Linked DNA regions of Capsicum annuum: region 2 is linked to region 1. The links are chromatin contacts, called in public Hi-C maps. All regions are on one chromosome and are shown on one strand. The core of a region is the stretch at or near the end of the contact, and the rest is flanking DNA. Distances in the headings are between cores, read along the strand shown.

What was found. Hi-C and Micro-C count contacts between places; a contact is called where the count stands out from the background.
Region 2: a contact with region 1 is called in a Hi-C map of placenta, with 4 times the contacts expected there. The contact joins the promoter of LOC107867372 here to the promoter of LOC107867366 in region 1. A contact is called at or near these places in 2 of 5 Hi-C or Micro-C datasets (leaf and placenta).

Annotation. Positions count from the first base shown.
Region 1 is chr4:215,134,279-215,141,425 of UCD10Xv1.1, forward strand. It overlaps LOC107867366 (protein FAM133A), which reads right to left and starts at 3,173. Exons shown (of 4, transcript XM_016713559.2): 1 at 3,015-3,173.
Region 2 is chr4:215,311,173-215,318,319 of UCD10Xv1.1, forward strand. LOC107867372 (mechanosensitive ion channel protein 3, chloroplastic) reads right to left here and starts at 2,935. Exons shown (of 14, transcript XM_016713567.2): 1 at 2,634-2,935; 2 at 1,725-1,881; 3 at 1,476-1,535; 4 at 155-318. The coding sequence starts at 1,802.

The DNA of each region.
Region 1 (7,147 bases), core at 1,923-4,422:
TGTGCATATACGAGATCTCCGTCCTCATTCCTCAATCAAAAACCATAGGTGCTACTAATTGGATTTCCCCTATAGGCTCCATCAGTATTGCATTTCAATCCCTCCGTAAGGGGGTCCAGGTGATCTCCTTATAGAAGATTCTTGGTTTGTACCAACCAAAGTAATTCACCAAATCTGTCCAATTACTTGGGATCTGAGTTAGTGTAGGGTACAGTGCTTTACTCAGCTGTCAAATGGTATTAGTAAATAAGTAGACCATCCTATTGAAAGATGTTTGTTTGGGGTACCCTTGGTAGTTTCTCCTCTTCCACAATTCCCAAATTATGATGTTTGGGACCGAGATTATGAGTCTCATCTTTGCCTTGCAAGGCACTGTCCACCATTTAACAACCAATTGTGACAGTTGTCTTCCTGAGCAATCAATACCCGGACATGAAGAAATATAACTCCAAAGCTTAAAAGCTATAGAAGCAGTTAGTAAAATGTGAGTAATTGTTTTCAGTTTAGAATTTGTGCAACACCAACATTTGGATACCTTAGCTATCCCCATTGAGGTATCACATCATCTGTTGGAACTCTAAACTTCCAAATCCTCCATAATAAGAATGAAATTTGAAGGGCTTTGAGGCCAAATGTTTCTAAAGATCTGCCCCTTCTCATCTATGACTCTTATGTCTTCCTATGCTGATTTGACTGAGAACTTGCCATTCTTCTCTAACATCCACCATGTGCTATCTAGTTCTTCAGTTTCAAAGCGGCGGGGATATATGCCATATAGTGTGATCTACCACATCTGTTGATATCTTTATCTCCAATTGATCCCTGTTTCATCCATTTGCATCTGCAAATATCTTCACCGCAATCTCCTCTACCTCTGTAGATTCTGGTATGACATAATACAAGGCAACAAGGAATGTCCAATTGTCAAACCATAAGCTAGCATTCCCACTCCTAACTTGCCACCATATCTGGTGCTCCACCAATTCCCTAACTGCAGCCATCTTTTTCCAAAATAGGGATCCATATTTAGCCTGAACAATTAAAGGATGATTCTTCATGCAATACTTATTCACCATGTTTGAACTCCATTGAGAAGCTTTTGTTCTAAAACTCCACCACAATTTACAAAAAAGGGCATATGAAACATCGAATAAGGAGCTGAGTCCCAACCCCCCTCCTCTTTCCCATCTTCTTTTGGTAAACAAAGAGCCTCCCATCTCACCAATGCTTACTTTTGCATCCAGCAGTGTTGTTCTAGAAGAATCTTGCAAATATCTTGTGTATCTGTCTTATTATTCTCACGGTTAGGTTTACTGCAGACAACAGGTGCACAAGAACACTTTGCAGGACATCATTACTAAGAACTACCATTCCCCCCAATGATAGCAGTCTCCCTTGCCAAGAATGTAGTCTATTCCTGGTCTTGTTAATTAATTAATCATAACAAGCTATCCTATTCCTGCTGTAGAACATAGGAATCCAAGAAGCGTGAAAGGAAAAGTTCACTGCCTAATTCAGGTCACTTTTCCTATAAACCCTCAACTCAAGAAATGAATTAGGCTATACGGATCATCTGTATAGATTCTGGCACATTTGGGTCAGTCCCATTTCACCAAACAAACAAAATTCTCCAAAAATCTCACCTATACAGACTAACCCTCATTTCAACTAGTTGCTATCGACTCAAACTTCCATTCTTCGCTAATACTGACATTCATTCATGATCCTTCCAATGATTCTAATCAACCCTTGAATCAGGCTATACAACAACAACAACATACCCGGTGTAATCCCATGAGTGGGGTCTGGACAGGATAGAGTACGAAGATCTTACCCCTAACTCTCAAGGTAGCGGGTTGTTTCCTATAGACCCTCTCTATGAATGAATGAACTAGGCTATACGAATCATCTACATCTTTTCTGCTTCATTAGGGTCAGTTCCATTTCATCAAATAACAAACTTCTCCAAAACTCACACCTATACACACAGAGTCTATTTCCGATAGACCCTCGGCTCAAGGAATGAGTGTATGGGCTATATGAATCCTCTATATCATTTAGGTCAGTTCCATTTCACCAAACAAACAAAAATCTCCAAAAACCACACCTATGCAGACTAACCCTCATTCCAACTAGTTGGTATTCACTCAAACTTCCATTCTTCGCTACGTTCACATTCCTCAAGAACTCAATGATTCTAGTTGAAGTAGACTATACAACAACAACAACAACAACATACAGTCATACACACGGTAATCCCACAAATGCAGTATGGGGGAGGACAGAGTCTACGCAAACCTTATCCCTACATCGTCTCAAGGAATGAATTAGGCTATACTAATCCTCTATATCATTTCTCCTTCATTTGGGTCAATCCCATTTCACCAAACAAACAAAATTCTCCAAAAGTCACATCTTTTACAGACTAACCCTCATTCCAACTAGTTGCTATCAACCCGAACTGCCATTCTTCACTAAATTCACATTAATTCAAGAACCTTCCAATGATTCTAATCAACCCCAAAAGTCTAAAAGAGTCAAACAACAAACAACAAAATTCTCCAAAAGTCACATCTTTTACAGACTAACCCTCATTCCAACTAGTTGCTATCAACCCAAACTTCCATTCTTCACTAAATTCACATTCATTCAAGAACCTTCCAATGGTTCTAATCAACCCCAAAGTCTCAAACAGTTAAACATACATCTACCTTTTTTTTAATAACATAACCGTGGTAACTAAGCCAGTTTCACACACCTCGACTAAATCCACGGATACGTGACACCTCTTAAACAAGCATCTACTAAAAAGTAACAACATTTCATATAAATTCAACCAAATTAACACACAAAAATAACAAAAAAAAAAAAAAAAAGGAAGCAAGAAGACGTACCGACTAAGAAGGTGAAATCCTTCACAGAATAATCAAGATATATTACTTGTATCCATTTTATTTGGGGGGAAACTGTATTTAGATTTTGGGGACGAATAAAAAAAATGTTAGTCTACTTACTTATATATACTGATGGGTTTTTCAACATTAATTTCCACGTCTTTTACAACCCATTTGTACTTTGTAGGGTACCATCTGATCTATGTGTAGTCTTGTCTTGTCATTCTTTTCTTGATTTTACTATTTTGGGTCGTGTTTGATAAGAACTAAGAATTCACTAAATTTCGAAAGTAGTTTTAGAATAAATTTATTTTATATTTATTTGAAATAAAATATATGAGATAATATATTTTTGAATTAGGTATTTTGATATTACAGTATTACTTTTATTCACCTTCACGGTTTTAGCTTGAGGGTGAAATAATTAATCTCACGATAGTTAATTCTGAGATAATAAATTTTGAAATAACTTATTTTCAATCAAACGAGTACTTAATTCTCTCATCTTAATTTATGTCATATATTTAACTTGATATTAAAAATAACAATAATAATTATATTTACGATCAGGCATAAGTGTTAAATTTTAGTTATTCTTTCTAAATTAACACTATTTTTAAAACTAACTAAGAAAAATATGTCATGTAAATTAAGACAGAAGAATTAAAAAAAAATAACAATAATATAGTAGATCAACTGACAAGAAGTTGTAGAAAGACGTGAAAATTACATGATCTCAAAAATACGGAAAAAATAAAATTTGAAATTTTATCACTATATAAGAGCCTCTTTTTCCTTTCGATTCCTCCCTAAAGTTTCAATATATTTCTTCTCAAAAAAATATATCACATCGATTGGGAGAGGAATGTATAACATGAGAGAAAAAAATTAAAATACTCTCTTTATTTTTTCTTTTTAAGAAAAAAAATTAAAATATTCTTATCCCAAATTAAATGGATACTAGTAATAAATCTTGATTATTTTGTGAAGGATAACTTCACCTTCTTAGTCGGTACGTCTTCTTGCTTCTTCTTTTCGAGTGTTAATTTGGTTGAATTTGTCTAAAATGTTGTTACTTGTTAGTAGATGTTTGTTTAAGAGGTTTCAGGTATCTCGTAAATTTAATCGAGATGTACGAAAGCTGACCTAAATACGACGGTTATATTTTTAAAAAAGTAGATGATTGTTTAACTGCTTGAAATTTTAGGGGCTGATTATAATCATTGGAAGGTTCTTGAATGGAAGTGAATTTAGTGAAGAATGGGAGTTTGAGATAAAATGCATGAGATAATTCATTTTAAAATTACTTATTTCGGTATTGTAGTGTTATTTTTATTTCACCTTCACGTCTTCATCATGAGTGTGGGATAATTAATTTCGAAATAACTAGGTCCGAAATACTTAATTTTGTGATAACTTATTTTCAACCAAATGATTTCTTATTTCTTCTATGACATATTTGACTTGATATTTAAAAAAAAAAAAGTTTGTGATCAAGCATAAGTGTTATATTTGTGTGGTTAAATTTTAGGTATTCTTTCTAAAGTGATATTATTTTTAAAATTAATTGAAAAAACAGATTATATAAATTAAGATGAAGAGATTAAATAAGAAAGGAATAACAATAATATATAAGATCAAATGATACAAACAATAAGTTGTAGAAAGACATGAAAATTACATGATCTCAAAATACTAAGAAAAAAAAATGAAGTTCAAAATTTTATCACTATATAAGAGCTCCTTTTTTCTTTCGATTCCACCCTAAAGTTTTAATACATTTCTCCTCAAAAAAGTATATCACATTGATTACGAAAGAGGAATATATAACATGAGAGGAAAAATTTTAAATACTCTCTTTATTTTGTCTTTTTAAGAAAAAATTTAAAATATTTTTTTATTGTACATTTAAAGTCATTCTTACTTTTTCACATGAATAAGTACTGATAATTCTTTATGTTTATTATATTGATGTACTTTTAATTCTCCCTTCAATATATTTTTTTTTTTCGTCAAGAGGTTTAACGCTGTCATTAGTATCTAGAGGTAGGAACAATATCACATATTTCTTTTCTTCGCTGGGGAATAAAATTTGGGTATACGTTTAATTTGATTAGATAAGTTTGATAATAATCTTTCTTTTTTTTTTTTTAATTATTATTTCTGTCATATATATAAAAAATGACGAATGATTAGTAAAAATCTTATTAGCCTGAACTGAATATATCATATACAAAATTGTGGATAAAAAGTATCAAAAGTATATCAATATTGCAAACGTAAGAAACTAGTAGTGCTTCGTATGAAGAAATAAGGATACCTTTTTCAGCACTATGTCCCTTAAGCAAGAGGTCGGGGGATAGATCCCCGCCTCTGGCGAACGGAGCAAACTCTGTGGCTAATTTCCTACCACAAAATGCGCTGACCGAGGAATGGAGGATTAGTTTCACGGCTGTCAGCTGTGGGGATACCTTGAAAAACCAAAAAAAAAAGATGCCTTTAATTTCAAGGTCAATGATTTGGTCAAATTTTAAATTTTCTGTCAAACTTTAATTGAAATAATATTATATTTTTATTATATGATAGATACCCAAATTCTCTATTAACCAAGTTCTATCTTCACATGTTCGCACTCCAAAATTTAAATTCATTGATAACTAGCTGGATCATAATGACTATGATTTGCTATGAACTTTATATGTTTGGGTGAGCTTCTTTTGTTTATTCAACTACACATTTATTAATGATTGTGCCTTTTTACAATTTTTTCCTTTTAGGCAACAATTAAAATCCATACTCAATTAGTATATTTACCTGAAATCAATATAACTTTAGGTAAACACATAATGTTTGTCAAAAAATCTGTAAAGATTTAACTCATTTCATTTTTTTTCATTCCATAGAATTTTATTGTGAAAGATATTCAATATTTTTATGTCATGCCTGAGTTTGGATGAGCGGACAAGTATTATATAAATGCATGTTATACAAATGACTTATATGGTAAGCAGACGAATCACTATATAATATAAATGGAGCAAGAAATTGTACATATACAAAATTGACCAGTTGTCCACACTATTTTAAACAATAAGTGAAACTATAATACATATAACAACTTTGTGATATCCACGAAGTCTTGAACAATAGTGATATCATTCATAGATAAATTTATTAAGTAATAATTTATATCCGATAAAAAATTATAAGTATTTAATTAAACTTGGTGATTTTAAGCGAAATGAACTATATACACATAATTTTATTTCTAAAGCTCATAAAAAAAATAATTCTAAAGCTCATAAAAAAAAATGTAAATGAAAACATTGCATATCTTTCCCCTCCCAAAAGAAAAAACTCTATGGAATGGAGAATAATGAAATGAGCTATATTTTTCACAAATTTTATAATAAATAATATGTGCCTAGCTAAGATTACAACGATTTCAGCTAGGTTTACTTATAGAGCTTATGATTTTATAATTGCTAATAAGAAGGGAAATTCAAGAAAATATTTAGCCACTAATACATCTCTTATTGAATATATACGAGGATTTCATCTAAATATTTAACATTCATAACAAATCAAAAGTTATGTGTAATAGCTATAACAAATTAATTATGATCTAGTTAGTTACTAAAAATTTTAAATTTTGAAGTGTGAACGTATCAAGACAAAACTTGGTTAATAGAGAATTTGAATATGTATAATGTAGAAAATATATAGAATTATTTTAATTGACATCAAAAAAATTAAAATTTGATAAAATCACCAATCGTGAAAAACGATGCACAATCTACCCGACTCAGCTTAAAATTTGCCCCAAATTTTAATAACTAGAGAAAAAAAATCTGACCAAGAAAATAAATCTAAACTTCTTACTCCAAATCAAATCATAACCAACTATTTTCCTCAGAATTCAGTAAAGTTTAACAAATCTAGAGGCTGCTCATTACTAGTCAAAACTAAAAATGGTGTTACACATTTTCTCTCAATTTCTTCACTTAGATAAATATCTAGAACTTGATCAAACAAGTTCTTTAAACCACCAATGATGAATAATACTGTCCATCCTTTCATTTAATTCAAAAAGATTGTCTTTCTAAGATTTTCACAAGCAATATTAATTGATCAAAAATAAATAAATCCACACACATTTTTTTGTGTCCATCCTTATAAGTATTGATAGCTTTTTGTTTTTGGGTGTGTGGATTTAGTTATGTCTTGATTAAATAATATTAATTGTGGTTGAA
Region 2 (7,147 bases), core at 1,685-4,184, 180 kb after region 1:
TATCCTCATTGAGAAAGAGATGCTAGTCAATTACTAGGAACTTCATTGATGATAGGAGTTGCATTATCAGATGACAAGAATCAGTTATTAAGAACTCCAAGATGTAAATGTCCATGAAACTTGAATAACAGATAATAAATATAGAACCACATACCTTTTCCATATTTTTGCTGCTGTTTCCAGAACTTGACTCTCATATCCTCCACCTGGCTTTAACAAAGAGTGGCATGGCAATACATTACATCTAGTCTGTGAAGGATGGGAAAACAGAGGCCTGCATACAGTATTCAGAAGGTAGATGCTCCAAGGATCCTGCCGCTGAAGATGCAGTACACCACATACCAATTGTCAATGACGCAGGATAAATTAGAAATGAGTCTATAACCGCATGACTCATGATATAGATTAAGAGCAAGTTTTCCAGAATAATTGCAGCAAATGCTCCTCTGATCTCATTCAACTTTCAAAATTTCCAAGAATAATGTAAAAATATATCACAAATATTATAATTATTATTATTATTATTATTATTATTATTATACTCCCTCCGTCCCAAATTTCCTAATTTGATTTCCCATTTTACTTGTCTTTTTTCATTAATCAAAAAGAGAGAAAAAAAAATTCCATGTTTTACCCTTTGCATTAATTACTTTTTCTTTAAAATAAAATGTAAACATCATTTAATAGGGGCACTATGGTAAACTAGCTATGTTATTAATTATTTTTCTTAATCAATGTGCCATCTCAATTTGGGACGGGTAATTTGGGACAGAGGGAGTAATAATTATTATTATTCTAATAAGTCGAGCTCTAAACAAGCTGACTTGAGTTGATTAGTGAATAAGCTTGGCTCAATTGTTATAACAATATCAGCTTGAGCACACCCAATTCAAAAGAACCCAGGCTCTAGCTCGAATTAGTTCAATACACCACAATTCCAGCTGTTACCAGTCTCAATTTACTTACGTGCTAATACACTACTTACCAAAAAGAACTTTACTTATGTGCAAATACACTTGCGCGACAACAGGGTGCATTACATTTTTAGCACTTACCTAAAACTTCCCACATTATCAACCATTATGATTTGATTACAAGCCAAAATAAGCAAAGTCATCTACTAAACAAACACGAACATGAGCTCAAGAACCACATAACATCTAGACAACAAAGCCAAGTTGAGCATATTCAAGTTAAGCCAAATTGTGTCTGCCAAACTCGACTTATTAACATAGTTATTCAAAATCATGTCAAGCACATAAAGTTTAGTTTTCTAGAGAATAAGATCAACACAATAGAATAAAATAAATGAGAAGTTTATAGTTTCCTAGACTGAAATATTGAACCACATGTATATAATAACATAATGAGAGCAATGTGAAACACCAAAAAAATAGATGCACATGAACAACGGAAATTGGGAGGGGTGAAAACTAGGATGGCCTGTGCTGATTATAATCCAATGCAAAGCATACCGCAGAATGCGATGACAGAAATGTGCTGCAAGAATCTGTCTGGCTCCTGCTTAGTGTGCCCTACAAACAAACAAAAAATTCAAGAACTGAGGACGTCCTTATTCGATCAGTTAAAGGTTGAGGACATCATTGATTGTATTGATATAAAAAAAAAAATTAACAATCATTGATTCTATTAAAGGTTGAGGACATCATTGACTCTATTGATATAATAAAAAGTAAAAATCAAAAGCAAGAATCCTGTTGTACCTTAGACTGACCGCTTAATCTACATTTCCCGTGTATGGGGAATTCACGGGGCAGCAGCAACGAGACAGCAGCTGCCATTGGGTAATATGCTCAAATAAATGACACCGAGAAATCGCAATGTTAAAGTGCATATGGGAAGAACCTTTATCTTCAGAACCTACCAAAAAATTAGTGCAGAACCAACATCAAATTAAGTATGAAGCAACCTGTCCGACTGTAAGCAAAAATAAAGCCTCCCCCTTTAACTGATTCATTAATCCTAGTTACCCAATAAACAGGCTCATATAGCTGAAATTCTTTAAAAAATGATACACACACACACACAGAGAGACACTTATTCATGTATTAATTTCTGCAGAACCTTATCAACATTTGGTAGCTATTAGTTAGTTAGGAAGTAAGTTATTCATGTATAAAATTATAAAATACAACATTTGTTTGCAATTCTGAAACCCGCATAACTAATTGATGCATAACTTACAAGGGAATTTGTATTATCTTAAGCAGGGTAGAAGATGTAATAACTACCCGCATAAATAATACCAGTTACCAAACGACCTCGCAATCATTATCTCAAAGGATTAACACGTGCAGTAGTAATCGGCACACACCTAGCACTCTGATCAATTGCAAAATTGATTGCACTATCTTTTTTAATCACAAAAAATATCTATCGTATCAATTACGATCCGACTAAGGCAGGCCACATGAAGCAAAAATACAAGTTAACTCATAATACAAAAATGCAAAACACAATCAAACGGTTAAAATAACGTCAGCATTGTCGAAATCTTCTCTTTTCCTACAAATTTCCCCTACATTCAAACATCGAACTTCAAAAAAACATCAAAATTCACAACAACCACCACAAAAACGAAGGATTAACCCTTAATCGAGCTAATTACGGACCTTAAAATCAATAAAACAGTGGTATTATCCGAGAGAGTGCAGCTAATTAACTTGGAAAACAGGTAAAATAAGGTGGATGGAAGGAGCGATGATAACATGCGCAGGAGGTGATGACAACAGTAATACGGAAACGCCGATGGCTACAGTTGCGTAACGGACTCCAAAGGAATAATACTACTGTTTTGGATAATTCCCCACGTTTCCAACCTTCTTACGTGGCACCTCTCATTTTATGGCCTATATTTTCAAGCATCAACCCATAAATAAAAGAATACTAGATAACTATATTCATTAAGAGTATAACACCTCATGACAGGCGAATTTAGAGGCTTAAGAGGAAATTTTTGAGAATTCAATAATTTGTGTGAATCTTATATTTATATTAAAAAATTTAATAAATGTATAAAAATATAAGTTGAAAATCCATAATGAAGTGTATTATTGATCTAGTGGTAAAAAAAATGCTTGTTGGAGCACTGCTGTCCTCTTGTGGTTCTAACCTCATCAATGACTCTTTATTTTGAATTTTTATTTTAATCAAGAAATTCATAAATTTAAAATTCGAGATCCGTCTCTGCCTCGTGATGCTCGGTCTACATTTCATTAAATCACTAGACCACGCCTTTGAGTTCTTTACCTGGTATCCATTATCGATATATTTTTCAAATCATGCGCATTTTCTTTTGACCCAATTTTTTTTCTCTCCTTATTACTCAGAAAAGACACAAAAATTTCAGGATAGCAAACATTCTCTAGAATTTCTCTTAGATTCAAACCCATAGCTGATGATAGAACTAGAATAGATATTTTTTGTTTCCTACTTACACGAGCCCATATCCTTGCTTTTCTATTAATTTCTAATTCTGATCTTCCTCCCCAATCTGATATTATGGTGCCGGTATAGATCGAAATTCCGTTATGGTCCAATTCTGATCGGTAATAAATACCGGGACTTAGGTGTGTGTCAAATAAATACTTAGATAAGTAAAGATGAATAAATGGAGTATAACTTTAGAAGAAAACGCAGCTAGTTGAAGCACTAAGAGGTCATTTGGTTGAAGGAATGGGATAATGATATCCTATGAGATTATTTTACATCTCTCTCTTCATGGGATAGTAATCCCATCATTTTACTACAAATATAAAATAATTTTAGGATTAAGTAATCCCTTCTACAAAATATAGAATAAAGTTAATCCCCCAATTGTATCCCAATTTTTTTTTCTTATCCGTTCTATCAAACGATCCCTAAGAGTAAATACATACATGCAAAATTAGATAAGCAAGAATATCTCATTAGATTATTTTACATTATTTATCTTTATATGGTATAATAATTTTATTATTCTAGTAAAAGTGGTGGCTAATGTAAGTTGGAAAAGGACAGAAACGGCACTTCAAATTAAACTATTTTCATAAAAATGGTCATGAAATTTAAATTTCACTTTCTAACCATTTCAATTTACTGACTTGTTCTATACCATTTCTACAAATCTTGGACATATAAATATTCTATACGAAAATTATACAATTTTGATACACAATTTATACAATAACTGTATATTTTTTTTTTACACGTTTTATACAATAATTATATAATTTTCATACACTTTCTATATACTTTTTATATATATTTTATACATATACATATTTGATAGAACTATATAATTTTTATACATATATCTTATATAGATACATATTCTATTTAACAATTATATCGTTTTATATAATTTAATTATTATTTCTAAACAATAAAAAAAAAGAATATTTGATTAGTTAAAAAATTATAGCAAAAAAAAATTGAAAAGTTTTTAAAAAGGCCGAATTGTCCAAGTTGAATACTGTATCAGTATTGTATATGGACTACGTAGGCCACAATAGCCCAAATTAGGAAATGACTATAAAACAAAAATAGTATATCCGACTGACTGTTTTTTGAAAAGTTTTCATACTTGAAATATTTGTTTTAAAAAGTACTATAGAGTGATCACCAATAAAAAGAGTGAAGTAACTTTTATTTAAAAATACTTTAAAAATCTTAACCAAACATAAGCTATTATTATTATTATTATTGTTGTTGTTATGTAATATTGATCAAAGTATTTTTAAAATTGAAAAGTCAAGCGCAAATAAGTAATCTTCAAATGTACTTTTCAAAAATACTTCTAATAATAAAATATTTTTCAAAATAAATAATTTTTATAAATTTGATCAAACAAATTTAAAATTTTTTTTGTTGGCGTTGGTGGGGGAGAAAAAGGATGAGATATTTTGGGTGTGAATAAAGGTAAGATACTTTAGCACAAGAGATTAAAGACATGAACCCAATGGATTTTGGTGGAACTTGGACAACAATTTTGTAAAGACTAGTCATGTCAATTGTCTAATTTCCTCATAACTTTTGCATGTCATTTGGCCATATATATGCTCATTTTGGAATAAAATTAACAAATAATTAGGTATACTACTTTTCAACTCGTACACTTCAAACAATAATTACTAATTATATATTAGAGTTATTTTTATTTTATTTTTAATTATGTGAACGAAAAAGACTAATATTAGGTTGTTTCTACTTTTGGTGTTATCTAGTTTACCAATTACATTTCAAACACGTGGACCACAGTATCCATACCATTTGCAATGTAAGGCCAAAAGTAGAACCATCCAACTTGCGTTGTATGTTCCTTTTATTCTTTTTCTTTTAATTAAATCTTGTGTGTGTTCCTACGACGAAAATGTTTTTCATAAAAAAAAAAACTTTTTTTTCCTTTAAAAAAGATGGATTTCTTACTTATCTTTTTGTGTATGGTTAGTCAAACATGAGCATTTTAAAATATTTTCTCCCTATCAAAAATACCTCTGCTCATGAGTTACGCAGTATTTATAAAAACTTAGAAACTGGAACTCCAGGATTAAAAATGGGTGCTCCAAAATGAAAGTTAAGTGGTTGGGCTATGTCTTTTAAAGCCCAATAAAAAATGAAAGTTTTCAGCTCAAACTCAAGCAGTCACTAGCCAATATAAATTGTTTAGGTGGTCATTTAGTTTCTTTTTAAAAATAAAAAACAAAAAATTCCGATATACAATAGAAAATTGAAGATTTATTACTTATCTGTGATTATTTTCAATTGATTTTGGTTACTTATGAAGGTTGTTTGTTAAAGAAATAAAGTGGGTCTATTGAATTTTAATATTTGAGGTTGAATGTAATACTAGGAATTATTGACTAAATCGTTTTATTGAAATATTTACAAAACAAATTATGCTGATTGCCTATATTTGTTGCTAAACTCATGACGATCATTATAATTTGATGTTAAGACAATCTTTTCAAATATCAAATAAAAAAAATTGACGACCCACCATAATTTTACTTCTGTTTTTAACAAAACGCTATTTTGTATTAATCTTTTTGTCAAGATCAAATTTTAAATAGTGACTCTGAAAAAATCGAATTCATACAGATCCATACTAGCCTCAAGGGCCCGTGGGGCAAAATATCATAAAGGAATAAAACGAATGATTAAACAAAAAGAAAGTTTGTAGCTAAAGTATGGTTATATCTTTTTCTTTCCTATTTAATTATTTTGATTCCATGGTTTAAATTTGTATGCTTGGGGTAGCATTCGCCATGCATTTATGAAATTTGTCCTTTCGTTTAGTTGTTAATGAGAATAAACAGCGCTACTAAGAGCTCATTTGGATAAAATTAAAAAAAATACTTTTTAGCTTAAAGTGATTAAAAACTTAAAATAAGTGCTTTTAAATTAAGCAGATAAGTGTTTGAATAGAAGTGCTGAAACTGAAAAAAACCTGTTGATGTGTTTGATAAAAAAGTGTTGTCAATCACTTCTTTATTGTCAAAATGACTTAAATATCCTTAAAGCTATTAACACATAATAACGTGATTTATTTATGATTTTTAATTCTAATACTTCAAAAATAATTTCTATTTAAATACACTTTCAACGTAAAGTGATTATGCCAGGTCAATTTATAAATATAAGTTACTTTTTTATTTTTAAATATTAAAAAATAAAAATTTTAAGATATTTTTTAATATAAATATAGTATTATATTGTAATATTGCAAGCTTGTAAACAACAAAAAAAAAATAGGAATGAAACAAACTATTTAAAAGAATCAATTTTTAAAATTTAAATAACATGCAGAGATTCTATATGAACGGATAGATAAGAACTTACCACAAGCTCGATTTGACAATAAATTTTTTGAGTCTTTTCTTATGTAATGATGGATTCTCTGGAAAAAAAAAGGATAAAGATGAACGGAAGACTAGAGGAAAAAGATGAAAAAAAAGCGGCAAAAATAAAAAGAAAGAAAAATCAATAAGGGCTACAAATTTAGGGTATTGTTGGAATTAGAAGAAAATATAAGTGATTAAAAGGTAAATGTTTTGGTCAAACCTTAAAAAGTTTTAATCTAAAAAGTAAAAAACTGTGGGTATTCAGCTTCTCAATTTTTGCTTTTTTTTTTAATCCACTTTTAGCT